Linked DNA regions of Pan troglodytes: region 2 is linked to region 1. A link is a contact called in public capture Hi-C data. All regions are on one chromosome and are shown on one strand. Each heading gives the region's core, a stretch centred on a gene start, on an enhancer-like site or on the middle of the called end of the contact. The rest is flanking DNA. Distances are from core to core; before and after follow the strand shown.

Evidence for each region. Capture Hi-C pulls out chosen DNA fragments and counts their contacts.
Region 2: a capture Hi-C map of stem cell-derived neural stem cells shows a contact between it and region 1, with 3 times the contacts expected there. The contact joins two enhancer-like sites. A contact is called at or near these places in 4 of 7 Hi-C or Micro-C datasets (blood, induced pluripotent stem cells and stem cell-derived neural progenitor cells) and 1 of 1 other capture datasets (stem cell-derived neural stem cells).

The regions. Positions count from the first base shown.
Region 1 is chr1:46,495,958-46,498,874 of NHGRI_mPanTro3-v2.0_pri, forward strand. It overlaps SYT2 (synaptotagmin 2), which reads left to right. Exons shown (of 9, transcript XM_016935938.4): 7 at 1,364-1,481; 8 at 2,494-2,627. LOC107969749 (a long non-coding RNA gene) reads right to left here. Exons shown (of 5, transcript XR_010151185.1): 2 at 2,711-2,810; 3 at 1,926-2,117. Among named protein-coding and RNA genes, the nearest start is that of SYT2, 110 kb to the left of the region's middle. Within about 2 kb of position 1,259, at least 2 of the 24 cell types and tissues checked have an H3K27ac peak or open chromatin away from gene starts, as enhancers often do. A contact at or near this core is called in stem cell-derived neural stem cells, where this site is marked.
Region 2 is chr1:46,590,136-46,593,246 of NHGRI_mPanTro3-v2.0_pri, forward strand. The region is part of intron 18 of PPP1R12B (protein phosphatase 1 regulatory subunit 12B); the gene reads right to left. Among named protein-coding and RNA genes, the nearest start is that of PPP1R12B, 160 kb to the right of the region's middle. Within about 2 kb of position 1,511, at least 2 of the 24 cell types and tissues checked have an H3K27ac peak or open chromatin away from gene starts, as enhancers often do. A contact at or near this core is called in stem cell-derived neural stem cells, where this site is marked.

The sequences.
Region 1 (2,917 bases), core at 9-2,508:
CTTCCACCTCTTGGCATGATGGAAACAGGGTGGGCTTTGGAGGCAGACGACCTGTGTTAGGATCCCAGCTCCACACTGCCTGGCTGTGTGACCCTGGGCAAGTTGCTTACACTCTTTGGACTCGGGTTCCCTCCTTTAGTCTTTTTTTACAGATGAGGATTCATTACCTGCATAAAGCGCCTAGCGCAGCGACTGGTATTTGGTAGGTACTCAAATAAATAAAAACACCATTATTATTGTTACTCCTAAGCTTCTGCTATTACCTAAGGCCAGTGATTCATGCCTCTGTGCCTCAGTTCACCCACAAGAAAAGCTCATGTTTGTTCTAAAGGATACTCAGCAAAGGGACTTGTCCTGCCAGAACTGCTACAGCATCCATTCACTCACTAAATATTTGCTGAGCAATTGCTGTGTACCTAAAACTCCATTTTAGCCATTCTTCCTTCTGGGCATCAATCATTTGTCTTGGCCAGGGCCCTGCTACCTGGCACACTCTAGGCAGTGATGGAGGGCTGAGTAGAGAAGCTTAAGACATCCTTTTTTCCCTTTTGTCCCCTGTGCCTGGGAGGAAGGCCAGCACACCTGAACCAGGACCTGTGTGATGTGGTCAGTCTTGCCCTGGGTGGCTTTGACTTTGAGCAGCTTTGACTCTGCAGTGTGGTGTTGGCCTTAGGAATTAGGAGCCCTGGGTCCTCAGCCTGCCTACAGTGCTAAATTGTTGTGTGACTTTGAGCAAACCATGGCCTCTGGGAACCTCAGTTTCTCATTGGTTACAAAGAATTCTTGTCTTGTTTACATCAAAGAGTTGCAGTGATAGTAACAAAAGGGATGCAAATTGCTCCGAAAACCACAAATCATACTACAAGTGGAATGGTCCACAAGGAGAGATCTTGGTGGGTGGGACTGTTAAGGGAAAGAAGGCTTCTGAGACATTCAGTCCCCCAGGGCCCTTGGTGGTGGACACGTGGCTAACCCACCCGCTTCTCGCACACCTTCCCACCTTACCAGGGCCTGGGGTGGGAGCGCAAACATACTCCCAACCTCCCAGATCCCGGATCCACCCAGGGATCCCTCCCTCAGTCCTGCCACCGCAGCTGTCCTCTACCCCCCTCATCTGTCAGCATCCTCAGCCCATGGCTCCTGAGGTCCCAACCTGTCACTTTCAGGGACTTTGTTGCACTGCATCAGGGGGACCCAAGGTCATATGCTGGAAGACCTTCTCGGCCATCACATATATGGGGACTGGTGATGAGGGAGGCAGGGACACATCACTGCCTTGCTAATTTTGGCAAGAAAGAGGTCAGCCATGAGAGAGGCACTAGGATGGGTGAGATGACCCAAGTCCTGCTCTTCCCCTGGACAGCCGGAGAAGCTGGGCGACATCTGCACCTCCCTGCGCTATGTGCCCACGGCCGGGAAGCTCACTGTCTGCATCCTGGAGGCTAAGAACCTCAAGAAGATGGATGTGGGCGGCCTTTCAGGTACGTGGAGAGCTTCTGGCTGCCATTGGGTGGCACCAGCGAGCCAGTCAGCACCAAGTCCCAGAGTTTGCACACTCCAGTGAAGAGGAACACTTTGCTGCCCTGGGACTGAGATGTCTCCTCGAGGAGCGAGGAGCGGGGGAGCCTTAGCTTCCCAAGCCCTCCTTTTCTCCAAGGGCCCCTTGTCCCCATCAGAGCTGCCTTCCCAGCGCTCTCTGGCCATGCACTGTGGGCTACAGAGAAAAGGATCAGAGAAATTTCATCCCCAGATAAGTTTGTGACTTAGGATTTTACTTCTCCCAGGGAAATGAGCAGGGCTTAGCCCAAAGCACGACACCACAATCGAGACATGTTTCCAGAAGAGGCTGTAGGCTCTGCTGGCTCTGCCCTGGAAAGGGGAGGGTGAGGCAAGGGAGTGGAAGATGCTCTGAATATCACATTTACCTGGCAGTGAATGGGGCTGGCCCATGGCACAGGGCTCTAGTGGATGAAGCCTGCTGCCTCAGCTGCCTTCCCAGAGAATCAGCCCTGGGCATGGGCTCCAACCAGCGCGTTTCAGTGCCAGCCTGGCTCTGTCACTGACCCGCTGTGTGACCTCGGGCAGGTCATTTCCGTTCTTTGGCCTCAGTTTCTTGTCTGCAAGATTAGGAGGATCGGATTGGGATTATGACCCAGAAGATGTGTGTCCTGACTTCAGCACTCCCCACCCACTCCCCAGTACAGGATCACAGATGAATCCCCAGACTCTTTCTCACAAGGCCTTACTTAGACTCAGAAATGCCCTCCACCCAATGCTTCAGGAAGCCACAACCCACTGGTCACAGTTGGTCCTGGAGGTGAAGCCTTTTGCCACCTTTGAACTGGATGGCATGACTTGGGGCTTTCTGAGGGCCTGGTCTCAGCGGAGTGAAGACCCCATCTTGACTGATGCTCTGGGCAGGCCTTGGTACATTCGGCAGGAAGGCTGGGGGCTAAGGGGAACCTCTCTGGGGTTGGGATTCTCCCTCCGCAGACCCGTACGTGAAGATCCACCTGATGCAGAATGGCAAGCGGCTCAAGAAGAAGAAGACAACCGTGAAGAAGAAGACCCTGAACCCATACTTCAACGAGTCCTTCAGCTTTGAGATCCCCTTCGAGCAGATTCAGGTGCTGGAGCCCTGGGTTCCTAGGCATGGAGCAGGGTTTGGGGAGGCAAACATGTATGGGGAGGTTGAAGAGAGGGAACTCACCTAGAGACCATGGAACAGCCTTTCTTGGTGGGGGAAGGCTCGAGGTCTAATGGTGCCTGGGTGGGGCATCCTTCCCAAGTGCTTCAGGGATCCCCCTTTTCTGAGGAGATAAACATGAACTAATTCAAAAAATTCTGCAAATCATTCGTTTAGGACTTGAAGGACCATGGTCATGCACACAGATGTACGGGGGTATAGCAAAGGTGC
Region 2 (3,111 bases), core at 261-2,760, 94 kb after region 1:
TCTAAAGAATGTGATTAGTTGGTTTTAAATACGTTTTTTAAAAAGAAAAACTTTGGAAAAACACCAGCAGGAAATTCACTAGAATGTTAATAATTTCTTCTGAAAAGTATAGTTATGGATGGTTATGGACAATTTTTTCTTAGCTTTCATAGCTGAAACAATCCCTTTTCATAACAAATATTTTTAACACCCCCTTACTATCCTGAAATAAAAATCACTGATATAAAACTAAAATCATTTAAAAAATAACAGAATATGAAGAAGAAATAAAGAGCAAAGCACTTTATAATAAAATAAGTATTTTAATGTGTTAATGCTTGGGCCAGTAAAGTAGAAGGCATAAAGAAGCAGTCAGAGATTTGGATGCATCATATAGTTACCATGAAGGCAGAGGTTAAATGCAGATCTACAGAACGTGTAGCATGATGTACTCATTATGTAAGTGGCATTGCTGTCAGGGATAAATAAAACTAAGAGCAGTTTCTCCTCATTTACATGGTGGTTGAATTTTTAGAACTGTCTTCCTCCCCACTGCCCCTCAAAAATGAGCTTAAACATAAAATCAAGTTTGGTTTTAGACTCAGATAACTGATAGGTTTTCATCTATGACTGTCAAGGGAGACAGTCAAAAGTCAAGCAAGCTTCAGGATACTTGTTTGATATGGGGCATTTTAGGATATCTAGCATCTCTCACCCTTTCCACTTAATGCATGCAGAACATCCCCCATCGCTGTATTCCCTGAAAGTAGCCCTATGAATTTTTACAACCTCCTTTAGCAATTCTCCTGCTGCTTTTGAGAGCTACCACTTTATATTTTTCTATACTTCATGAATTTTCTTTAATGAAATTTACTATCTTTTATAAACATTTTTTTAAAAAAGCTCCAGCAGAGTTTTAAGCTCATCTGTGTTCCTATAATAAAAAGACATAAGGTCACAAGTCACTAACACAAACTAATATCTTGAAAGCAAATGGAGGCAGAAGAAGAAATCAAAAAAAGAAAAGATCAAGAAGTTAACTATACTATCCTTAGTAGCTGGATAAACCTTTCACATCTTTGGATGAGATGCATGAGAGAAGTCCAAACAGATACCTCAAAGATCAATTTATTCTATCCTAAAAAAGATTTATGATTAAAGCAGAATTCACTGATGTAATGGGACACTAGGTCCAAAAATTACAGGGTCTCAAAGGAATACATGTGAGCTTTGATTACTGAGATTTCCTGGGCAACAGCACGACCTAAAATTAATAGAGTCCATAAAAGGAAGATGCCAAAAGAAACTTTGTTCTTAAGATGGTTTATACAGCTTGGGCTACAGCAAGACACAACCCATATATAGAAAATCACAGCATCTGCAGTATTTTAAGAAACTATAGTTGCAAAGCAAGAGCAAATGTACAGTGAGAGGAAAGATCCTTCGAGGCCAATGTGGAGTCAACCACTAGAGAAGATTCTTCAGTGCATGCTGGATAACAGGCAGCTTCCCACATACAGAGTTGGTTGGCTGCCATTTCTCAGTCTCTATCTTTTTCCCTGGGACTGCGCATCGTCATCAATTGCAGAAATCCAGGACAGCTTGCTTTTCTACACGTGGAATGCCTGCCAATTCCCAGAGGCTGGCTACCACAGGACTGTTTATAACAGCCATTGCTTATCAAGTTTACCCTTACTTTTATATCCTTATGAACATTATCATGTTATCAAATTTCTCAGACTTTTCAAAACCCTTTCATTCTGGGGACGAGCTATCTTTCGCTTTAAAAAAAAAAAAATCTGCCTCAACAGGTTAAGAGGAGAAAAATCTATATTTTATTATCTCTTTAAGTCTGTTAAAAGCAACAGAGGCTTGCTTAAAAAATAGATTTTGGTTGTTATGTAATATACTGCAAAAAAATTACTTTACTACATAAATAACTATTAGATAGCTCACCTACCATGTCTTTAAACTTAGTCAAACTGTTGTTCTAACTCCACAGCGCAATCTTGTCGGGGAAATACCTTACCATATTAGGCAATCGAACCCCAGAGAGAGAGGAAAACAAAACAGACTTAGGATTTTACCTAAAAGGAGAATGGCAAAAATACTGACTGGTGGTGGAGAGTGGACAGAAAGTTGCTGGATACCCTCCAGCAGATAAAGTGGTTTCACAAGATTAAAAAATTCTGCTCGAGAGAAAGGATCCAGCAAATAGCCAGAAGCAACACTGTGAAAAATTGGAGAAAAAGGGCTGCTATTTACTCAAAGGAAGAAGGTGGGAAAAAATAGTAAAGATCTCTGAAACTAGGACTGTTGGAAGCACTGGCAAAGAAGCATAAATGGGATGGGTTATTTAGGCATAAAAATGAAAGCCTGCTTGCTTGACAGAGAAGCTGCAGGGACTTGACTTGATCAGATGCTTAACAGGTTCCAAACACAATTTGAAACATTTAGTTCTTGTTCCTTTCCTTTCTACTCATTTCTTTCCCCCTACTTCAGCAATCTCCTTTAAAACTTATTCCTCAAAATTCTTCAGTTATGTGTCAGAACACATGTTGGAGTTATAGAAGATTTGGGGCTACTTCTGTGACTCTCCAAATAATCCATTCTTTAAGGATAAATTAATAACTTCAAAATCATGTGATCCTAAGGCCAATAAAAGTATTCCGAAAGCCTTACTCTCATCCAGATGTAGGAACTTGTAGATTTGGAAAATAATTTAAATGGATTGTAATCATCTCTATTTAAATGTATTAGCTCATTTTCATTTCACAACTCTAAGAGGTAGACTATTATTATCCCTACTTTACAGATGAGGAAACTGAGGCATACAAAGGTTAAATAACCTATCCAAAGTAGTTAAATGGTTAAGCTGGGGTTAAATGCAGGGAGTCTAGCTCCTGGGTGTGTCCTCTTAACTATTATGCTATATTATTTGTCATAACAGTATGTAATATGATATAAGAGATATAACAGATATAAAGATACAAATTTGGAAGGTAGTGCAACAGCTGTGCACTAGGACTACAACTATGTGACACTAGCAAGGTACTTAATCTCCTGGGCCTCAGCTGTTAACTTTAAAATGACAGTGTTAACTAGGTGACCTTTAAAGTATTTTTTAGCTTT